Regions from separate parts of the Mus musculus genome. Here region 2 is linked to region 1. A link is a contact called in public Micro-C data. All regions are on one chromosome and are shown on one strand. Each heading gives the region's core, a stretch centred on a gene start, on an enhancer-like site or on the middle of the called end of the contact. The rest is flanking DNA. Distances are from core to core; before and after follow the strand shown. Region 1 overlaps Myo1e (myosin IE). Region 2 overlaps Myo1e (myosin IE).

Region 1 (4,154 bases), core at 864-3,363:
ATAAAAAACATAGACTCCTGGCAGATATCAAACTTATGTCCTGACTTATGATATGGCCCCATGCTTCTGCTGCACCTCGGATGTTACCAGCTATCACCAAACACCTGGACTTCTATTACTGTCAAGCAAACTCATGCATGCATGGCTACTGGCTACAATGAACTACATGATTGGCTTCCAGAAGCGTTTTGCCTATTCACATGTCTGTCGAGGGCAGAAAAGGGGAAGGAATTATGTAAATAATAATTTGAGAGTTAGGTGTGTGTGTGTGTGTGTGTGTGTGTGTGTGTGTGTGTGTGTGTGGGAGAGAGAGAGAGAGAGAGAGAGAGAGAGAGAGAGAGAGAGAGAGAGAAGAAGATACTTTCAGAGGCCAGAAAGAATATTGGATCTCTAGAAGCTGGTGTCCTAGGTGGCTGGATGCTAGAAGCTGAATTCAGGTCCTCTGCAAGAACAGGATATACTTAACCACTGAACCATCTCTCTAGCCACCCCACTCCCACCCCCAGAGCAATATTTTTTAAACACATCCTCTACCACAGAGTTTCCTGATGAGGGTAATTGGTCATTCAGTCAGGAAGTTGCTGGCCTGTCATACACTTCCCTCTTACTGGGGTCTGTGTCTAGAAAGGCTCACTGCTTCCAAAGTGTTTACTTAGCTATAGAAACTTAAGAGGAATCTACTGAAAGTGCTCTTTGCAGTGTAAACACAGGAATGGGCATAGGGGCGGGGAGAAGAACTAGAAGCTGAAGGAACGGCAGGAGGAAAGAACTGGAAGAAAGTGGGAAATCAATTTGCTCAGAGGAAAGATAACCCCGTCCATCAACGGGAAAAGGGCTGACTGTGTGTGTGGTCAGGCCGAGGTGGCTAGGAGGCATTCTCCCAGTGGTGTAGAAGATTGGCAAGTTTATGCAGAACGTAGTAGAAATGAAGCAAGATTATTAAAGGAGCAGCTGGAAAAACAGCATGTGGAGTCAGGGTGTGAGATTGCAGAGATTTTTAAAAAGTGGCCCTTCTTAGGTTGCTCCCCAGAGGGCTCCTTGTAAGGCCATCGCAGACAGTAGACCCTCCAAGGCCTCAGAGAAAGGAAGGCCAAACTCAAAACTCACCTCCTGCTATGTTTACATCCTCACCTCTGAGGCGTATGGGAAGATGAGCAACTGTTTAGCTTCTTTATATAATAGAGACACCCATTTAAGACCCAACATGTAAGTCTGAGATATAGCTGTCAATAGTGCTTGCCTAGTAAACATGAAGTCTTGAGTTCTAGTCCCTCGAACTCATGAAAAAAGGCAGCTATGGTGGAGCATGCTTGTAACCCCAGCACTGGGGAGGCCTAGGAAGGTCGATCCCTGAAGTTCGCTGTCCAGCAAGTCTAGCCAAAAGGATGATCTCCAAGCCAATGAGACACCATGCCTCAGAAAACAAGGTCGGTTGAAACTTGGGCTTGTCCTCTGACCTCTGCATGCACAAGCACACCATTGCACCTGCATACAAAGTAAATAATCACATAGAGGACTGCAGGCGCAGCTTGGTGATAGAGCGCTTGCTGGCATGTGCAAGACCTTAGGGTTTCTTCACCCAGGACTTCAGAAAAAGACAAAACACTGTGGGGCTGGTTGTGGCAACAAAATTAGCGCCAACTAACAGAAAGCGAGCAGAATGAATTCTGGAGTCCTCGCCTGTTCTATGGTAGCACAAAGGTCTGCTCTAAGTAATGGGGACAATTGGTGTGTGTGGATTTGGCATTAGACTGTACGATGACCATTCTGTGGATTTATAGGAGGATGCTCCAAGTTGTCTTGAGGCTGACACTGCTCTTTGGGTTAATCCATGTGCATTGGTGTGCATGTGCCCTCCTGTGCCCTCTCATAGTGAAGTCTTGGACTCCTGTGCTTTATTCCATTCTTCTCTAATTGCAAGTTGTGACTTGGGGTTCACTTTTTAACTCTGAGATGGTCATTGTGTTTGTAAGTGCTATAGAAAGCCTAGATTTCATTTCCATTAAATTGGCTACATTATTGGATGCATTAATCTGGTCATACACTTTATCTCACATAGGGGGTGACAGCAACTAGAAGACTTTGAATTCCCCCTTGCCTACGTCTTTGCAATCTGAGTTAACTTCTCTGAGAACATAGTTCCTCATGGGCCAATCAGAAATGCTGTCTGTCTGTCCACTTGATCTGCTTCCACTTTCAGGCTTTTTTTTTTTTTTAAGTTTTATTTATGAGTATACTGTAGCTGTTTTCAGACACACCAGAAGAAAACATCTGATCCCATTACAGATGTTTTTGAGCCACCACGTGGTTGCTAGGAATTGAACTCTAGAAGAGCAGTCAGTGCTCTTAACCGCTGAGCCATGTCTCCAGCACCTGTTTTGTTTTTAGTCTCAAGTGGCCAGTCTGGCCTGAATCTATATCACCAACAGTGACCTTTAATTTTTATGACAATAATAATACTTATTATTATTATTTGTATTGTTATTACTATTATTATTAGCCTCTAATCTCCAAGGTGCTGGGACTATAGGCATGCACCATGCCACTCAGTTTATATGATGCTGGAGGATCAAACCCAGAGCTTTGTGTGTGCTAGGTAAGCGCTCTGCCATAGGGTTTGAAGGTTCCAAAAGATAAATGGGTGGAAACAAATGCTCTGCAAAATTGCAGGGTAGCTTTTACTTTGGCTTAATTTCTACTTGTGTGTCAGTTCTTATCTAGTGCCTACATTCCAGGCTAACAAAGGAGAGCTTTGGGCTGCATTCTCCTTGAATTAGCCTTACCTTATCCTTATTTTAAAATGAGCCTTTCTGTTTCCTTTCATGTCTTTTGAACCTCATCTCTACCCTGCAATAATACAAGAGCTGCAGTTAAAGGAAGCTGAGAAATTACAGGACTGCAGAGTGAAAACTCCCAGAGGTACAGAGAGAAGCAATCTGAGACCAATCCCGAATCTTACACCACAGGCTTGTGGGCCCAGCTTTAGACTTGGGGTGCTACTGGCACCTTGTACAGATGCGCCAGGAACTAACCTAATTAAGTTTAGATTGTGGAAGGTCCTGAGTTCAATTCCCAGCAACCACATGGTGGCTCACAACCATCTGTAATGGGATCCGATGCCCTCTTCTGGTGTGTCTGAAGACAGCTACAGTGGACTCCTATAAATAAAATCTTTTTTTTTTTTTCTCTAAAGACACATTTTGGAGCTGGACATGGTGGCACACTAGGTAGGTAACTGAGATGCTGTGGCACAGGTTCAGGGCCAATACTCATAACATAGGGTGTCTCAAAAGCTAAGAGGAAGAGGCTAGACAAATGGCTCAGCAGTCGAGAGCTCATACTGCTTTGATAGAGGACCTGAGTTCTGAACTCAGCACCCACCATGCTGGGTGGCGCACAACCACCTGTAACTACAGCTTCTGGCCTCTGAGGGTACTCACACACGTGCATACACACACAACTAAAATAAATCCGTTCATTCATCTTAGAGGTTTGAGAAGAAAGGTGCTTGTGACTAAAGGGGCAGTTTCCATGTGGCTACCTCTAACCCCAGTGCTGAGGAGCCCAAGGTGGGCCGATTGCAAGTTTGAGGCCAGACATATCCCTTATCCCTTGCACCATGTGCCTGTGGGTTGCTTTAGGCAGAGGGCTGGCAGCAACCCTCAGGACTATCTGAGAGTGTTTACTTTTATGTGCAATTATCCTACATGAACCTCTGCCTCTGTTTGCACATGTGCTGTCCGTTTAACTTGACGGCACTGACCTAAGATCGAGTTTATGCTAAGCCTAGACTCTGTATTAGAGCAGCGGCAAGGGAGGGCGGGGAGCCATTTACCTTAAATGATCCTTGACTTGAACATCAGGTACCCCAGAAAGCCTGCCTGCTTTGACTTTTAAGATCTTTAGTTACAGCACTTTGATTCTTACCCTTAAGAAAATTCTCCTCCGAGCATTTCGAGCCACGTGGAATATCTATTACTGCTTAGGAATTCGCTGTGGTTTTCATTGATCGTGGCCCCAGACTTTGGAATATGTATTAATTTATCTGGGCAAAGAGTGCAGAGCTCTACATGAAGAATGCTGTGAACGCTCTGCTGAAGCAGACGGCTGAAGCTGGGAATGATTAATTCTCAAGAAAAAAAAAGTCCTCGAAC
Region 2 (4,154 bases), core at 979-3,478, 66 kb after region 1:
GGTGCTCAGCTTGCTCTCTCTCTTTATTCAGTTCAAGACCCCAGGCTGTGGGGTGGTAAGCCCGGATTCAGGGTGGGTCTTCTTGCCTTAATTAATCCAACCTAGAAACTTCTTCATGGGCATGGCCAGAGTCCTCCTAGGTGATTCTAGGTCCTATCAAGTTGACAGTTGGTGTTGATGACCTCATGTATAAATTGATAGTATGTCTCAAAGCATGGCCAGATGCAAATTCATTTTTTACAAAAACATGTTATGCAATGAACGTCATTACCGTTAGTCTCTCTCAGTGTGATGTTCAGAGTATCAATCAATCCATCCATTCCCGATTCTCATCCTTATGACCATTCCTCAAAGTTATTTTCTCATTCTGTTATTTCTTTTACATGTGATAGTTGGACATGTTTTTTATTTCATCTTAAAATATAATCTTTATGGGAAAACTGGATAAAATGCCTACTCATTGTCGTTTCTTCTCACTTTTTCAAAGTAATGAGTTGTTGCCCTGGCAACCTCTGAAGGTAGCATGTATTTATTTTCAGTATCACCTCTAACTAGTGAATTTAAACTAGCCTACTGTTTACACTGCAGTCATCTCTTAGGTGTCTCAGATAATCTCCCTTCTGCCAGTGAGGGCCCCTTGTCCAGGTCTCTGTGTCCTTGACACATCTCAGGTCCTCTTGGATCATTTTCTTGTGGCACATGGTCCAAGCTCATTTTATTTATGCCATCCCGAGACCTGGAACTGGCCCTTTCTCCAAGGGGCTCTTTGTTCAGTCGAATGAGACATGATCTTTAGACACCACTGATCCTGACACCAGCTGTCAGTGTTTCTGTCCTCCATAGTGGACAAAGCTAAGGAATTTGAATCAAAATTAAAAAAAAATCAATGAGGCATGGGTTCATTCTGTCACTTCTAGCTAGCTTTTAAGGTTATAGAGGGCTGTTTGTTTTAATTTATTATTATTATTATTTGCATGTATGAGTATTTTGTTTGAAATCTATATTTGTATACCATATGTGCAGATTGTACATATTTTAAAATATCTTTGACTTGATTTTTATATCTATTATTTGTCTCTCTGCTACTAAAATGATATTGTAAATAAAATTATTTGCCTTATACTGTATGCATTATATTTGTATATGTATAGATCTACATACATATATGTATCTAAAATAATAGCAATATTATTATAACACCAACAATAATCATGCCAATTGGTAGCAATACTGAATTCATTTTAAAATTTATTTTTGTTCTTTTGGTCTATATATCCAATATTAACAGCCAAAATATCACAGTTTAAAGATCCATTCATTTTTATTTTGTGTGTGTGAGTATTTTGCCTGTATGTATGTCTATATACCCTCTGTGTGTCTGGTCCCCATGGAGGCCAGAAGAGGGGATTGGATCCCCTTGGACTGGAGTTATCAATGGCTGTGAGAAAACAGTGGGTGCTGGGGATAGAAGCCAGGCTCTCTGCAAGAACAGCAAGTACACCTAACTGCTGAGCCATCTCCCCAGCCCCCAAATACTGGATTTTAAAAGTCAGCTAATTTAACATTCTCTATGCCCTTCATGTGTCAAGATTGTCTGCCATTAGAGTTCTTTACACTCTAAATTTTAATGGTTTAAGACTGTGAACGTTACACTTATCATTGACTTATTTTGTTTCTTTGAGGAGGAGCCTTGCTGTGTAGCCCACTCTGGGTCAAGCCTCCCCAGTACTCCTGCCTCTGCTCCTAAGTGGTGAGATTACAGCTGCAAACCATCACACCTGACTTAAGATCTCAGAATTTGGTTTTCTCTTACCACCCTCTAAAACATTTACATGGTAGCAAAATAAAAACAGTAAAGCAAGATAAGAGAAGCATTTTGAGGTAAATGCAGGTCCCTGGGGCTTCACAATGAAGTGAGATTCAATGACATTTTACTCCATGTGTCTGGAGGTAAAAGAAAATCTTTGTGTTAGTGTCTCTGGGACCATTATCCCAACCAGGGAACTAGCACTTCTCCCCCATTCTCCAGTGTCTCTAAAGCCCAGAGCTCTGTGTTCAGTCTCTCAGTGGTTGCAAACTTGTTCTTTCCTAGTGGTTTATGCAAATTGAGGGAGGGTGGCTGTATTGGTTATGAATTCTGAATTTATTTTTATCTTGCCACAGTTCCCCTATGACCAGCTTTATTTTTTCCCCTATGACATTGGCTTTCTGGTTCATCGTGCTCCTGCTGGCTGCTGGCCACCCCGTCTTACCCGGGCTATGCACGTGCTCGCCCTGTGGTCTGCCCCCAGAGCCCCTTGCCGTAGGTTCTTTTAAGAAACCACACCAGTTCTCCTGGGGGGCATCTTCTGGATTTGTCTGACTGATCCCACGTGTTCATGCTGCGCTTGTGCCTTCAACTGTCTTCTAGAAGCTGAGGGTTAAATACGAATGGTAGGGTAGATGCAGTTAAACCCTTTCAGGGGGATGCCTAGGGAGTGATGATTTTGCTTGAGTAACAGGAAATGCTCCTGTGTGACATCAATTTGAGGTCACTGGAGAGGCAGGATTGGGGAGGGTCCTTCGTTGTATTTAATGAGAGAGTTCGGTAGGAGTTTTCTGGTAGATCCCGGTGTTTCTTCTCCTTTCTTAGTCTGCTCCTCTTCTGAGTGTTTCCTGGGAAGGAAGAGGTTGGCTTTGTTACTCAAGAGCCCGTGGTTGCACCAGCTCAGGCCTCTTCCACCCTCAGATCCCCCGCCATCTTGATTCACGTGCCCAATGCGGAACCTCTGGCCCCTTCCAAGATCCACCTTCGAGGCCATTTAGATGAGGTACACTTTAATTTAGGAGATGGCAAAACCAAGAGGCAAAATTTAGGCTAAGACTCCTGTCCCCTGACAAGATGGCCCTCCCTTCTGTCTGGCTATAGTCAGTTCTCCCTGCCAGGCTCAAACATTCATGAGAACTGCTCTTGGTGCCTATGGTTACAGCTGTATTGTAGCGACAGAATCCAAAGCTGTATGGAAGAGTCAGCATTATCAGATGAGGTGGGGGGGGGGGGGGTCCAGACACAAAGGCTTGCAGTCATGGAAGGTGTACTCTTAGAGGCCTGGATGGTGTGAGCCCCTCCAAAGGGGTGTGTGTGACAGCTACTTATGGTCAGTCAGGGATACCTGCTTAAGTCTCGAAGGTCTAGAGTTTTTATCCAGGCTTCATCCCATATGCCTACAAGGCTCCTATTTGATTACAGGCTCCTACCTCTAGACTCAGTCCATGCCTTTAACCTCTACTTCCTCTGTGTGCTGCAAAGTGTCTGCCACAAATCACATTAGACAGTTTGGTGGCCTCATCCCCCCAGGCAGTCAAAGAGGGACCTGAGAGGAAGAATGTTGGGGGTCGGGGGCTTGACTTCATTCTCCAAATACAGAGGCCACATGCCCAACCTCTCTTGAGTTTATTCTTCAGTATGCAGGTTCCTTCGCTTTGAGACAGCTCCTGTAACCTCAGTAACTCGCCAGGCTCCTCTCTAGGTCTCAGTTTCTTCTCCTGATAGTAAATTGATGGAGCCAAGAAGTCATGAGTTTTCCTGACTTTGAAACTCTTTATTGTAAGCCACACATCATTGGCTAGCAGCCTCACAGTTGACCAAGCCCCCGGCTCTGATCTTGTTTTCCTGTAGATCAGGAAGATGCTCCTGGACCATTCTGTAGTCTCTTTTTATCCCTGGGTTCATGTGGAGCCCAGCACTCTGTCATCCATCTCATTTTTAATTTCCCTACGGTCTGTTTCTACATTGTAACCACATAGCTTCTGTACAGTAGTATACAATTGGTTGGTTGGGTGATGGGTCCCTCTGTAGATGGCAGACTGGGGAGCTACCAGGTAAAGTAATGTCCTGAAGGTGCCTGCACAGGGTTGTGAAATCACAAAAGACCATTCACAGAGATGACACCATTTATTAGTGGAAAGAAGATGAGATCTTTAGGGATCCAGAAACCAAGTACTGGGATGAGAGGCTGAACTGAGTTAAGATGGCAGGCATGACATTTAATAAGCCTGAGAAGGAACACAGGAACTGACAAGTTAGTGTGGGCTCCAGGCAACTACAGGAAGGTTCCACATAACACAGCCATGAGCAACGGAAGGCTTAGGAGGCCCCCTCAAGCCTGGTCACC

Evidence for each region. Hi-C and Micro-C count contacts between places; a contact is called where the count stands out from the background.
Region 2: a contact with region 1 is called in a Micro-C map of B cells, with 2.2 times the contacts expected there. The contact joins two enhancer-like sites. A contact is called at or near these places in 2 of 15 datasets of contacts at CTCF or cohesin (the NIH/3T3 cell line and large pre-B cells), 14 of 484 Hi-C or Micro-C datasets (B cells, CD4 T cells, bone marrow-derived macrophages and 7 more) and 4 of 115 datasets of contacts at active chromatin or transcription factors (embryonic fibroblasts, embryonic stem cells and pancreatic cancer cells).

Annotation. Positions count from the first base shown.
Region 1 is chr9:70,237,183-70,241,336 of GRCm38.p6, forward strand. The region is part of intron 1 of Myo1e (myosin IE); the gene reads left to right. The region is part of intron 1 of Gm26849 (a long non-coding RNA gene); the gene reads right to left. Among named protein-coding and RNA genes, the nearest start is that of Gm26849, 3.8 kb to the right of the region's middle. Within about 2 kb of position 2,114, at least 3 of the 459 cell types and tissues checked have an H3K27ac peak or open chromatin away from gene starts, as enhancers often do. A contact at or near this core is called in B cells and germinal center B cells, where this site is marked.
Region 2 is chr9:70,302,878-70,307,031 of GRCm38.p6, forward strand. The region is part of intron 4 of Myo1e (myosin IE); the gene reads left to right. Among named protein-coding and RNA genes, the nearest start is that of Gm40531, 6.3 kb to the left of the region's middle. Within about 2 kb of position 2,229, at least 28 of the 459 cell types and tissues checked have an H3K27ac peak or open chromatin away from gene starts, as enhancers often do. A contact at or near this core is called in B cells and germinal center B cells, where this site is marked.